3 separate regions of the Mus musculus genome follow, and regions 1 and 2 are each linked to region 3. Evidence: chromatin contacts called from public promoter capture Hi-C data. All regions are on one chromosome and are shown on one strand. The core of a region is the stretch at or near the end of the contact, and the rest is flanking DNA. Distances in the headings are between cores, read along the strand shown. Region 1 has its middle 3.3 kb from the start of Them5. Region 2 has its middle 5.9 kb from the start of C2cd4d. Region 3 has its middle 13 kb from the start of Selenbp2.

Region 1 (4,059 bases), core at 970-3,469, 340 kb before region 3:
TTATTACTGTAGCTCACAGGGCCACATTTTGCTTCTTGATGCAGGCAATAAATATTTTGAGAGCTGTTTTCTTCTTTTCTCTCTTTTTACTGAAGGTTTAGACTAAACCATAAGAAACTGAAGCCTTTTTTGAAGCTCAGAATGGTCAAGTATCAACAACTTCCAGTATCTTGCCCCAATAATTTAGGGGTAGTTGTTGAATACAACCTAAGGCTTTCCCTGAGCCCTGATAATGTGAAGGTGTAGCTGCCAGCGGCCACAGAGAACTGGGTTCCTGAAAGGAAAGCTGGAGATGGATGGGAAGGATGGACGAGAGAGGAATGAGACCAAGACAAAGTTTCTCTGATCAAGGCCCAATGTTTAATTCATAAGTCTGAATTTAAAAGGGGAAACCCGTCCCCCACTTTGACAGGATCTCATCAGGAAGACAAGCTCAGCTGCTCAACAGGTAGTGCCTTCTTCCAGGAAGCTGTACATGTGGCAAGACAATAGACTTCGCCTAGGTCAGAAGACTCCACCCTAGGCAGGCTAGCCAGACTGTGGCAAAACAAGGTCTGATTTAGCCCGCTCAAGGCTGGGGGCAAGGGCACATGAAGGAACATAGCTCCTTCTTCAAATCAGAGCCAGTAATAGCCTAGGACCAGCTGCAGCTTTGGATCTTGAGAATCCAACTCTTCCTACTTTAAGGAGCTATGGTTATCAATCTCAAGGCTGCTGTGTGCTTGATCCATGCTGCTCCTGAGATAACCCTGTTTCCTTTGTGTACCATTGTTTGATTATCTTCCTGATGACTTCATCCTTAAGGCTGAGGTCCATATGACCTTTGAGTATGGTCTTCTCCTTTCCCAGATACTTTCTAGAAGTCTCAGGAACCAGTCTATTAACTTTTATTTAGCATGAAAACATGTGGTGAAAGTCTCAGGAGCTAAGTGTATACACAGTAACCACCATGTGATCTCATTTAAGTTTCATAGCAGCTCCAGACCCTGAGTGGAGACCAAAAGACTCTGGTCAAGTGTTCTCTAAAAATTCACAGAATTGATATCTGGGCCTATAGTATGAGGGGACCTGGGCCATTTTGGTCCCTTTCCAGACACCTGTGGGAGCCTACTAGCTTTATAATGCACAACCACTCTGGCTCAGCTGGCCTTGGATCCAGAGCTCACATGAGGGTAGGCCAGTTTCGGCATGAGCATGGCAGCCAGCCATTGGCTAAGAGGAAAATGAGCCATTCCAGACAGACCCTTACAAAACGCCTCATGATAAGATTGCAGAACACATTCAGTGGGGTTCTGAACTTAGGACTAATGTCTGGGTTGGGAATATAGTTCCAGAGGATATAGTGTTTCCTAGGAATGGCATCTAGGAAGTTCATTCCTCATCCAGAAAGGCTGGGGCGGGAGGGAGGTCATCCCAGACAGAACCTCCCCAAAGTGCTGAGAAACTCATTTGAGGCATTGGCCAAGCACCCCTCTACCTCCCTGGACAGCTGGCCTCAATCAGAGCTCTCACTAAGAAGGGCCCCATTCTACAGAGAGCATTCATAAGACAAAAAACATCTGCAAAGACATGTATAGTGGTAGACAGAAACAAAGAGGTGGACAGTAGCCTTTTGAGGTCCAAGTATTCCTCGTTTGAGATAGCTTTCCAAGGCTCTTCCCTTCTCCAAGCTTCTAATTAATATTAATTAATTAATAGAGTCCCTCTCTAGTTACCTTTCTAGTTACCTCCAGTGTGCAGTGAGCACACTAAGTCCGTTCTTCAAATATGGCAGATATCACCAGAGGGGTTTTTTTTCTCTGTTCTGAATGTTCATTCTTCCCAGCTAGGAAATTAAGGTTGGTCACCTCAACAACTTGGTTCCTCCTGTTCTCTTATATTTTCCTGCCAAACCTTAGTAATTACCAACACAGGAAAAATAAAAGTTACACAAGAAAGGGGACGTCATTAGGTATTTGGCAAGGCTGAGGACAAAGTTGCATAACTATAATTATGCAAACACCTGGAATTTTATTTAACCAGCCTTCCATCACTGACAAACACCATCGAAAATCAACTTAAAGGAGGGAAGGTGTATTTCTTCTGAGTCATGGTTTTGGAGGTTTTCTGCCATGGTTGGCTAGTTCTGTTGCTTATAGATCTGTGGAAAGGCAGAGGTGTGATGGAGCTAGCCAACTTACCTCTTGCCACTTAGAGCAGAGAAGGACAACCGGAGAGGTCAGGAACAAGGCATGGCCCTCGGGACGTGGCAACAATGACCCATTTCCTACAACTAGGTCCTCCCTCCTAAGTGCCATTTCCTTTCCATCCTTTTCAAGTTATGACCCCGCCTGCCAATTAATGCACAGATCCAATCTCTTTCCCAAAAGCATCACCATTAAACATTGTTGCACTGGGACCAAGCCTTCAATGCATGAGCATTCCAGACCTAAACTGTGACATTTCATTCCTGGCTCCCAAAGGCTCTGGGGCCATTGACAATGCAAAATTTGTCCAGAGACTCTCAAAGAATCCCCATTGTCTTGATAGTCTCAGCATTGCTCAGAGTCCAAGTCCAACATCTTCTCTGAGACTTGAGACAAACTCTGAGCTACAAGCCTCTATAAAATTAAAAAGCCAACCTATACACTTCCAACATGTAATGATGGGACAGGCACATAGTGAACATTCCCATTCCAAAAAGGGAAAATAGGATTAACAAGAAGGATGGACTAAAGCTAGATCAATTCCAACAGGACAAGCATTAAATCCTAGTAGGGATCAATCCGAGTAAACTCTTTCTTGAAACCATTTTCTCCCTGGTTGGTATTTTGTGTGGTTGATAAAATGGCCTTGGTTGGTAATTAAACAAGCCTTTACCACTCCTAATAAATCACTTTGATTTTTCAGAACCAGCCAAAATATTTCCACTATTACCCTATCTTTGTTCAGTTCTGATCTTTTAGAACATGCTTTATTTTAAGAAGCTTAAAACAAGAACTTTTTGTTGAAAGCTGGAGTTTTCGCTGGATCTGTTAGTATACACCTATAATCCTAGCTCTTGGAAAGCCATAACATGAGTTCAAAGCTAACCTAGGGTACAAAGCAAGGCCCTATCTCAAGAATAAAAGAAAGAGTGGTCAGAGAAAGTGATTTTAATTCAACAACAACAAAACAACAAAAACCAGAATGCCACCAAAAAATTAAAATTCATAACTTATCAGGCATGGATTGAACACTTGATATAGTTTAGGAGTCTTAATTGGACCCATTTTTTTTTCTGCCAGTTGAAGAACTCACACAACAGGCGGCAACAGAGACCTCTCAAACATGGCAGACAGCAGCAGACAAAATCAGCAGTGGAAAAAATTGGGGGTGAATGAACACATGCACACAGCAGACATACAGACAGAAAGATCCTCTGCAAAGCAAAGCAGGAATAGTGACCCCTCATAAAATTCAAAAAAACGAATCTTTGTACTTCTAACATACAAAGATGGGACATTGTCATTGCAAAAAGGAAAAGCAATAGTAGATAAAAAGTAGAAACCCAGTCTCTCCTTAAGGGCTGGGGTTTAAAACTTCTGAAGAGTTTCCCTCCCCTTACTTAGGGTGGTTAGTTTGAAGAAAGATAAGATGGCTAGTTAGTCTGCAGCTGTTGCGTAACATGTCTTGACCAGCCTTGAACTTGCTGAGAATCCATTAACAGGGGTCTTGCTAGTGGAAAACAAAGGCCTACAAGACCTTTCTTTTAAGCAGCCAAGCTTTTGTCCCAGGTCAGAAAGGCAAGGAAGAAGCCAGCCTTCTTGGAAATGCATCACCTTTAGGACTTAGTCATGGGCCCTCTCACTCTCTGTCCACCTGCCAGGGAGTCTCTCACATCACTGAAGCTTCAAAGACTTCTAGGCTTGCTGGTGGGACTGGGAAAGGCAGTGTAGAGTGTTCTTCCAGCTTGTATTTTTGCTGAGGCCATTTCAGGTTTAACAAGATTTTGATCTCCTTGATGGAGAATCCCACAAAAAACAAAAACAAAAAAAACAAACAAAAAAAAAAAAAAAACCTACCCAACTCTAGTCTAGG
Region 2 (3,644 bases), core at 636-3,135, 320 kb before region 3:
AGCAGTTCCTGTGTCTGGCAAAGCCATGCCCCACCCTCTCCCTATTCTCCCTACAAACCCTGCAGGGCTGATCAGGCAGGGCACTGTCTCTTAGACCTGTAAAGCTACTCTCAGCATTAAGGTTGACCTTAATTCTCATTCTTTATTTTGTCCTATTTACTCAAATTCTTTCTTTTCTATTCCTCCCTTCTCCTCTTTCTCTTCCTCCTCTTCTTCTGACAAAGTCTCTCTATATTGCTCTGGCTGTCCTAGATCAAGCTGGCCTTGAACTCATAGAGTTCTGCCTCCTGGTTGCTGGGATTAAAAGCATAAAATACCATGCCCAACTATTAAAATCTGTTTTCAAATTTTCTGAAAAGACCTGGGTGGTGGTAGCACATGCCTTTAATCCCAGCACTCTGGAGGCAGAAGCAGGTAGCTCTCTGAGTTTGAGGCTAGCCTAGAGTACGGAGTGAGTTCCATGCTAGCCAAGGTTTGGAAACACAGTCTCGGAAAATCAAGAACAAAACAACAACAACAAACTCCTGAGAGGAAACTGAGTTTACAAAGACTGATTGATTAAATTTTCAGTACTATGGAGAGATTTGAATCTATTAATTTAGAAAGCAACTAGCTTCTATCAATCCAAAATCTAAGGACACCACCAGATAGCATCTGAGCCTACAGGAAAGCTGTCCTCATCTTCAAGTACCTGTGTCTCTGACATACAGACTAACTTTTGAAATTCCCTTTGTTAGTCAACCAAAACAACCCACATCCTGGAACCAGGTGCTCCCCCATCCCCTACTGATTGCAATCCATCACTATAGAGCACATTTCTACTATTGAAAATGTTCCCTATTCAAATGCTCATATATCTTATAAATCCCACATCATCTTGGGTCTCTCTCTCTCTCTCTTTCTCTCTCTCTCTCTCTCTCTCTCTCTCTCTCTCTCTCTCTCTCATTTTTCATCCCCACTCAGAGGTAGTTTTGGATCCTCCCCTGTTGCGGCCGCCAGCAGCTCGCAACATGAACGGTTCGACTGAGAAGGCTACTTGAGCTGTAAGAGAGGAATCTAGACGGGGCGAAAGAAGAAACGGAGCTAAGACAAATTCATTCTGATCAAAGCTCAAATTTTATTGTTGGGACACTAGTTATGAAGGAAGGGGGAGGGGACCCGATTCCCGCCGAATAATCTCGGGTCCAGTAGAAAGGTGCACGTGTGTGGCTCCTCAGGTTCCAGCAGTGGGCGTGGCAGAACAAATGAGCAGGAAGCTCCACCCCGAGCAAGCAGGTTTCAGGCTGGGGGAGGGGAGACTACACTCCCCCAATAAATCTCTTGCGTGAGGTTTGTTTCCTGGTGTGATTTTTGCAACATTCCTTGGCCCCAATTACCAAGGTACTCTTTTACTGAAAAATCCTTTCAGCCTTGGTTTATGAATTCCTTTGTTCTGTAAAACTATAAAAATTCTGTGACACTGCTTTCATGCTGGAACATGGAATTTGGGGAGTAAACTAAATCTGTGTTCCCCAGGCACAGTCACTCAACATGGCTCCAGAATAAACTCTCTTATTCCCTGTAAGATGAGAGTTGTGGGTTTTGCAATGACAACTCAGATTCTTACACCAGTGATCCAACTCAGGTTATCAGCCATGGCAACAGGCACTTTTAACCACTGGGCTATCTTTTTGTTAAGAGCATTCAATGCCTTTCTTTTATGAATTTGTTCTTTTGAGAGTGGGTTGTGTTGCAGAATAATTGATCACATTGTAATCCCTGAGATTGTATGATTTACTGAAAACAAAACAAACAAAAAACTGTTCTAGTTATTTTGTGCTCAGCCCTTAGCACACACACCTTTAATCTCTCTGGCTGGAGTACAGACAAGCCCTTAGTACACACTTTTAACCCGAAACAATGATGACAAAGTTAGTCTGTAGAAAGAAGCACACATTTTTTAAATCCATGTCTAACTGAATGGCAGACAAAGTGATGAATCAGAGAAAGATTTGACAGAATAGGATATGCCCAACTCTCACAAGAGAAGAAAGGGAAGCTACTTAACAGAAAGCAGTACAGAGAGACCGGAGGCAGTTTTATCAGGACAGTTGTACAGAGACAGGTTACAGAGAGAGAACAAGCTAGGTGCACGTGAAGACAGAAAGAGCCAAAGGATGAAAGGAGCCAGAAGGTTAGAATATATTGCAAAAGTTAGTATGAGGCCAAGCAGGGCAATTCAAGACAAGCTGAGAGACAGAAGCCAGATTGAGTCAGTTAGTGTAGAGAGAAGTTTTGAGCCAGAACGGCTGTAGTTGACCAGCCAGCCAGAAAGAGTTCAGAAAGAGCTAGAAAGGATGAGTTTATTCAGGTTGTTACAGTTAGATCATTCCTATGGTCTTCTCACCATGCCCAAGTCCCTTACAGAGGCCAGCTCCAAGCTCTGGGATTTTCCAGTCTTCAAAAACATGAGCCAAAACAATTCTTCTCTATGAGCCAACCAGTCTCTGGAACTTTGCTATAGCAATGGAAATGAACAAAGACATTGTCAAGAATGGTAGCAGTGCCAAGAGTTTTCAGCTGCTAAGCTGCACTCTGAATGGTGTCTAATGGGATGCTTCAAGAGGGACACTAAGGCAGAGTCCTGGGGAGTAAAGAATTTATTAGAAAAGTTATCAACACCAAAAACAGACAGAAGAAACAGCATGGCAGGTCTCTCTTGAGAGGAGATAACTTGATAGGAGAGTTTCCATAACTTTCTGAGGATGGGGGAAGATTCACAGCACATGCAGCCATGCTCTCTGATTCTAGGCAGAAGGCAGTGAGTGGAGAGCAATACCACCTTTGATGTCAACTCACTTCCAGGGTGAGGAGCCCAGCACCCAGAGGTCTGTTAGCTAGGGATTCACAATGTCTCAGCAGGGCTCAGGCTGGTGTCTCTGTAAGAACGAAAGCTATTGCAGAAGATTTGTGGACTAAACAGCAGCTAAATTCTAACATTGCATTCTTAAACTCAACTCTTATCATTTTTCTATTGGACTTTTCATATCAGCATACAAACATGCCATTGTTTGGCTCAGTTAAAAATTCTCCTGAGATGAGTATAGTAGCACACATCTTTAACACTTGCACTTTGGAGGCAGAGGCAGAAAGATCAGGAGTACAAGGACAGTCTCTGCTGTGTAGTGACTTCAAGGCCAGTCCAGACTATAAGAGATCGTTCAAAAAAAAAAAAAAACACAACAGAGATCATGCCTTTAATCACTGCACTCTGGAAGCAGAGGCAAGCAGATCTCTGTGAGCTGTGAGTTCAAGGCCAGCCTGGTCTACACAGGGAGTTCCAAGATATCTGGGGCTACATAAAGAGACCCTGTCTCAAAATAACACCCCACCACACATACTCACATGAAAATCTGTAACTGAAGGCTAGAAAGAAGGTTCTCAGTTAAGAGAACTTGCTGCTCTTCCAAAAGATCCAAGTTTGAATCCCAGCACTTACTGGTTAAGTACTGTTACTCTGGTTCCAGGAGGTCAGATGTCCTCTCTTGACCTCCACAAGCATCCTACCCCAACTCTCAGACACACAAATCAATAATAAAGATTAAATTTTAAAGCACGCAAGCCAGGCAGTAGTGGCACACACTTTGATCCCAGCAGTGGTAGGT
Region 3 (3,550 bases), core at 240-2,739:
GTACACCCCATCTGACCCTACGTCTGAGGGGCAGCGGGCCTCAGTACTTATGGCTTTCATTGGTCAATCAGCTCCTGACATGAAGAAAAAGTTACAGCCGATTGAAGGGTTGCAGGATTATACTTTAAGGGATGTGGTTAGAGAGGCTGAGAAAGTGTATCACAAGAGGGAGACAGAAGATAAAAAGCAGGAAAGGGAGAAGAGAGAGAGAAGAGAAGAGGAGGATAGGAGAGAAAAGAGGCAAGAGAAAGTTTTGACTCGGATACTGGCCACCACAGTAGAAAAAGGAAGGGGTAGGGCTAGGCAGCCAGGGGACCTGAGAGATGAAAAATGGCAGGGGCCAAGGAGACCCAGAAGAGATAAACCACACCTAGGAAAAGACCAATGTACGCTGTAAGGATACAGGCCATTGGGCTCATGAATGCCCTAAGATGAAGCAGGGAACACAGGTACTGTCCCTTGGAGATGACGAAGACTAGGGGAGACAGAGCTCGGTCCCCTCTCTGAGCCTAGGGTAACATTAGAAGTGGAGGGGACCCCTGTTAAGTTCCTGGTTGACACAGGCGTGGAATTTTCAGTACTCCAGACGCCATTGGGAAAAATTTTTAAAAATGAAAGGACATTAGTGATTGGAGCCACAGGGCAGAAGTCATACCCTTGGACTACGTCCCAGACAGTAGACCTGAGGAGGAATCAAGTAACTCATTCATTCCTGTTCATTCTGGAGTGCCCCATGCTCCTACTAGGAAGAGATTTATTAACTAAATTAAAAGCGCAAATAACCTTCGCTCCTCCTGGGCCAAAAGTATTGTGGGGGATGGAGATGCCTCACACCTTAGCACTGTCTTTGCAACTAGGAGAGGAGTACCGGATTTACCAAGACAAATTAAAGCCCCCCCCCCTTCCCGGTGGGGGGGGGAGCTAGGAGACTGGCTTAACCGGTTCCCTCAAGCATGGGCTGAGACAGGAGGAATGGGAGTGGCAAAACAAGTTCCCCCAGTGGTAATAGAACTCAAATCAGGAGCCACTCCATTGGGGTTCGACAATACCCCATGAGCAGAGAAGCACAGAGGGTATCCGCCCCCACATTTCTAGATTGCTTCAGCAGGGAATCCTAGTCTCCTGCAAGTCTCTGTGGAACACTCCGCTGCTCCTGGTAAAGAAACCAGGAACCAATGACTACCGTCCAGTCCAGGACCTTAGGGAGGTCAATAAGAGAGTGCAAGACATTCACCCCACAGTGCCAAATCCTTATAACTTGCTCAGCACGCTACCACCTGAGCGAATCTGGTACATGGTTCTAGATCTTAAAGATGCCTTCTTCTGTCTGAGATTACACCCCAATAGTCAACCCCTGTTCGCCTTTGAATGGCGAGATCCAGAAAGTGGAAAGACTGGACAGCTCACATGGACGAGGCTGCCCCAGGGATTCAAAAATTCACCCACTTTGTTTGATGAGGCCTTGCACCGAGACCTTGCCTCTTTTCGAGTCAACAATCCCCAGGTGACCCTTGTACAGTACATTGATGACCTTTTGGTAGCTGCAGGAATGCGTGAAGAGTGCGAACTTGGAACCCAAAACATCCTGGTCGAGTTGGGGGAGTTGGGGTATCGAGCCTCGGCTAAAAAGGCGCAGTTATGCTGAACAGAGGTGGCCTACTTGGGATACATCCTGAGGAATGGACAGCGGTGGCTCACTGACGCCAGAAAACAGACAGTGATGCGAATCCCAACTCCGACCACCCCTCGCCAGGTAAGAGAGTTCCTGGGGACAGCAGGATTCTGTAGATTGTGGATCCCAGGGTTCACCACCCTGGCAGCCCCACTGTACCCCCTAACCAAGGAGAGGAGGAATTCATTTGGACCCAAGAACATCAGTCTGCTTTTGAGACTCTGAAAAATGCCTTGCTACAAGCTCCTGCCCTAGCACTGCCAGATTTAAATAAGCCATTTACCTTATATATCGATGAGAGGAACGGGGTAGCCTGCGGGGTCCTTACTCAAACCCTAGGGCCTGGAAGCGCCCAGTAGCTTATCTATCAAAAAAATTGGACCCTGTAGCTAGCGGATGGCCGTCATGCCTACGAGCGATAGCAGCTACCGCGGTGCTGGTAAAAGATGCTGATGAACTGACTATGGGCCAGAATGTTACTGTAGTGGCCCCACACTCTCTCGAGAGCATTATTAGGCAACCACCAGACTGGTGGATGACTAACACCCGAATGACTCACTATCAAAGCTTGCTATTGACTGAGCGAGTGACTTTCGCTTCTCCTGGCATCCTTAACCCCGCCACTTTATTACCCAAAACTAACAAAACTCCCGTGCACAACTGCGAGGAGATATTGGCAGAAGAAACCGGACCTCACTGACCAGCTGTGGCCAGGAGCAACAACCTGGTTCACTGACGGAAGCAGTTTTGTGATAGAAGGTAAGCAGAGGGCCGGGGCAGCGGTAGTAGATGGAAAATCTGTTATATGGTCCAGAAGCCTACCTGAGGGAACTTCAGCTCAAAAAGCAGAGCTCATCGCTCTAACCCAGGCTTTGAGGCTGGCACAGGGTAAGACTATCAATATTTACACTGACAGCCGATATGCTTTCCTTGCGGCTCACGTCCATGGAGCAATCTATAAGCAGCGGGGCTTATTGACCTCCTCTGGAAAAGGCATTAAGAACAAAGAAGAGATCCTTGGACTGTTGGAGGCTGTTCATCTGCCTCTCAAGATAGCGATCATCCATTGCCTAGGGCATCAAAAAGGAACCGAACCAGTAGAAAAGGGAAATCAGATGGCAGACCAAGTGGCTAAAGAAGCAGCCCAAGGGCCAATGACTCTGGTAATTAAAACTGCACCCCAACTTGCTGAAATAGAAAAAGAAAAAAAAGTTCTCACAGAAGAAGAGGGGCTAGAGTACTTAGCTGACATACACCATCTCACACATTTGGGATCTAAAAAGATGATAAAATTAGTCAGTAGGTCCCCTTATCACATTCCTGGACTACAAAAGGCTGCAGAAGACTTGGTGAGAAGATGCAAGACCTGTACGCTCACCAATGCTGGATCTAGCAGGCTCCCTGGCAGAAGGTGTTTGCAGGGAGACAGACCTGGGACCTACTGGGAAACTGACTTTACTGAGGTAAAACCAGCCCAGTACGGAAATAAATATCTGTTAGTCTTTATAGATACCTTCTCTGGGTGGGTTGAAGCGTTTCCCACCAAGAAAGAGACAGCCACCATGGTAGCCAAGAAGATACTAGAAGAAATTCTCCCTCGTTTCGGAGTACCCAAGATAATCAGGTCAGACAATGGGCCTGCCTTTGTCTCTCAGGTAAGTCAGGGTTTGGCCAGACAATTGGGGACGAATTGGAAATTACATTGCACATACCGACCCCAGAGTTCAGGTAAGGTAGAGAGAATGAACAGAACTCTCAAGGAGATCTTGACAAAAATAGCCTCAGAGACCGGCGGGAATGATTGGACAGCCCTCCTCCCTTATGCTTTATTTAGGGCCCAGAACACTCCGGAGCTTATGGTCTAACACCTTTTGAACT

What was found. Promoter capture Hi-C pulls out the DNA fragments that hold promoters and counts their contacts.
Region 1: a contact with region 3 is called in a promoter capture Hi-C map of liver, with 2.2 times the contacts expected there. The contact joins two enhancer-like sites. A contact is called at or near these places in 4 of 39 promoter capture datasets (embryonic stem cells, liver and pre-B cells) and 2 of 115 datasets of contacts at active chromatin or transcription factors (both in embryonic stem cells).
Region 2: a contact with region 3 is called in a promoter capture Hi-C map of liver, with 2.3 times the contacts expected there. The contact joins two enhancer-like sites. A contact is called at or near these places in 6 of 39 promoter capture datasets (embryonic stem cells, liver, pre-B cells and 1 more) and 2 of 115 datasets of contacts at active chromatin or transcription factors (both in embryonic stem cells).

What each region holds. Positions count from the first base shown.
Region 1 is chr3:94,336,767-94,340,825 of GRCm38.p6, forward strand. No RefSeq gene overlaps it. Among named protein-coding and RNA genes, the nearest start is that of Them5, 3.3 kb to the right of the region's middle. Within about 2 kb of position 2,220, at least 4 of the 459 cell types and tissues checked have an H3K27ac peak or open chromatin away from gene starts, as enhancers often do. A contact at or near this core is called in liver, where this site is marked.
Region 2 is chr3:94,354,701-94,358,344 of GRCm38.p6, forward strand. No RefSeq gene overlaps it. Among named protein-coding and RNA genes, the nearest start is that of C2cd4d, 5.9 kb to the right of the region's middle. Within about 2 kb of position 1,886, at least 3 of the 459 cell types and tissues checked have an H3K27ac peak or open chromatin away from gene starts, as enhancers often do. A contact at or near this core is called in liver, where this site is marked.
Region 3 is chr3:94,678,737-94,682,286 of GRCm38.p6, forward strand. No RefSeq gene overlaps it. Among named protein-coding and RNA genes, the nearest start is that of Selenbp2, 13 kb to the right of the region's middle. Within about 2 kb of position 1,490, at least 63 of the 459 cell types and tissues checked have an H3K27ac peak or open chromatin away from gene starts, as enhancers often do. A contact at or near this core is called in liver, where this site is marked.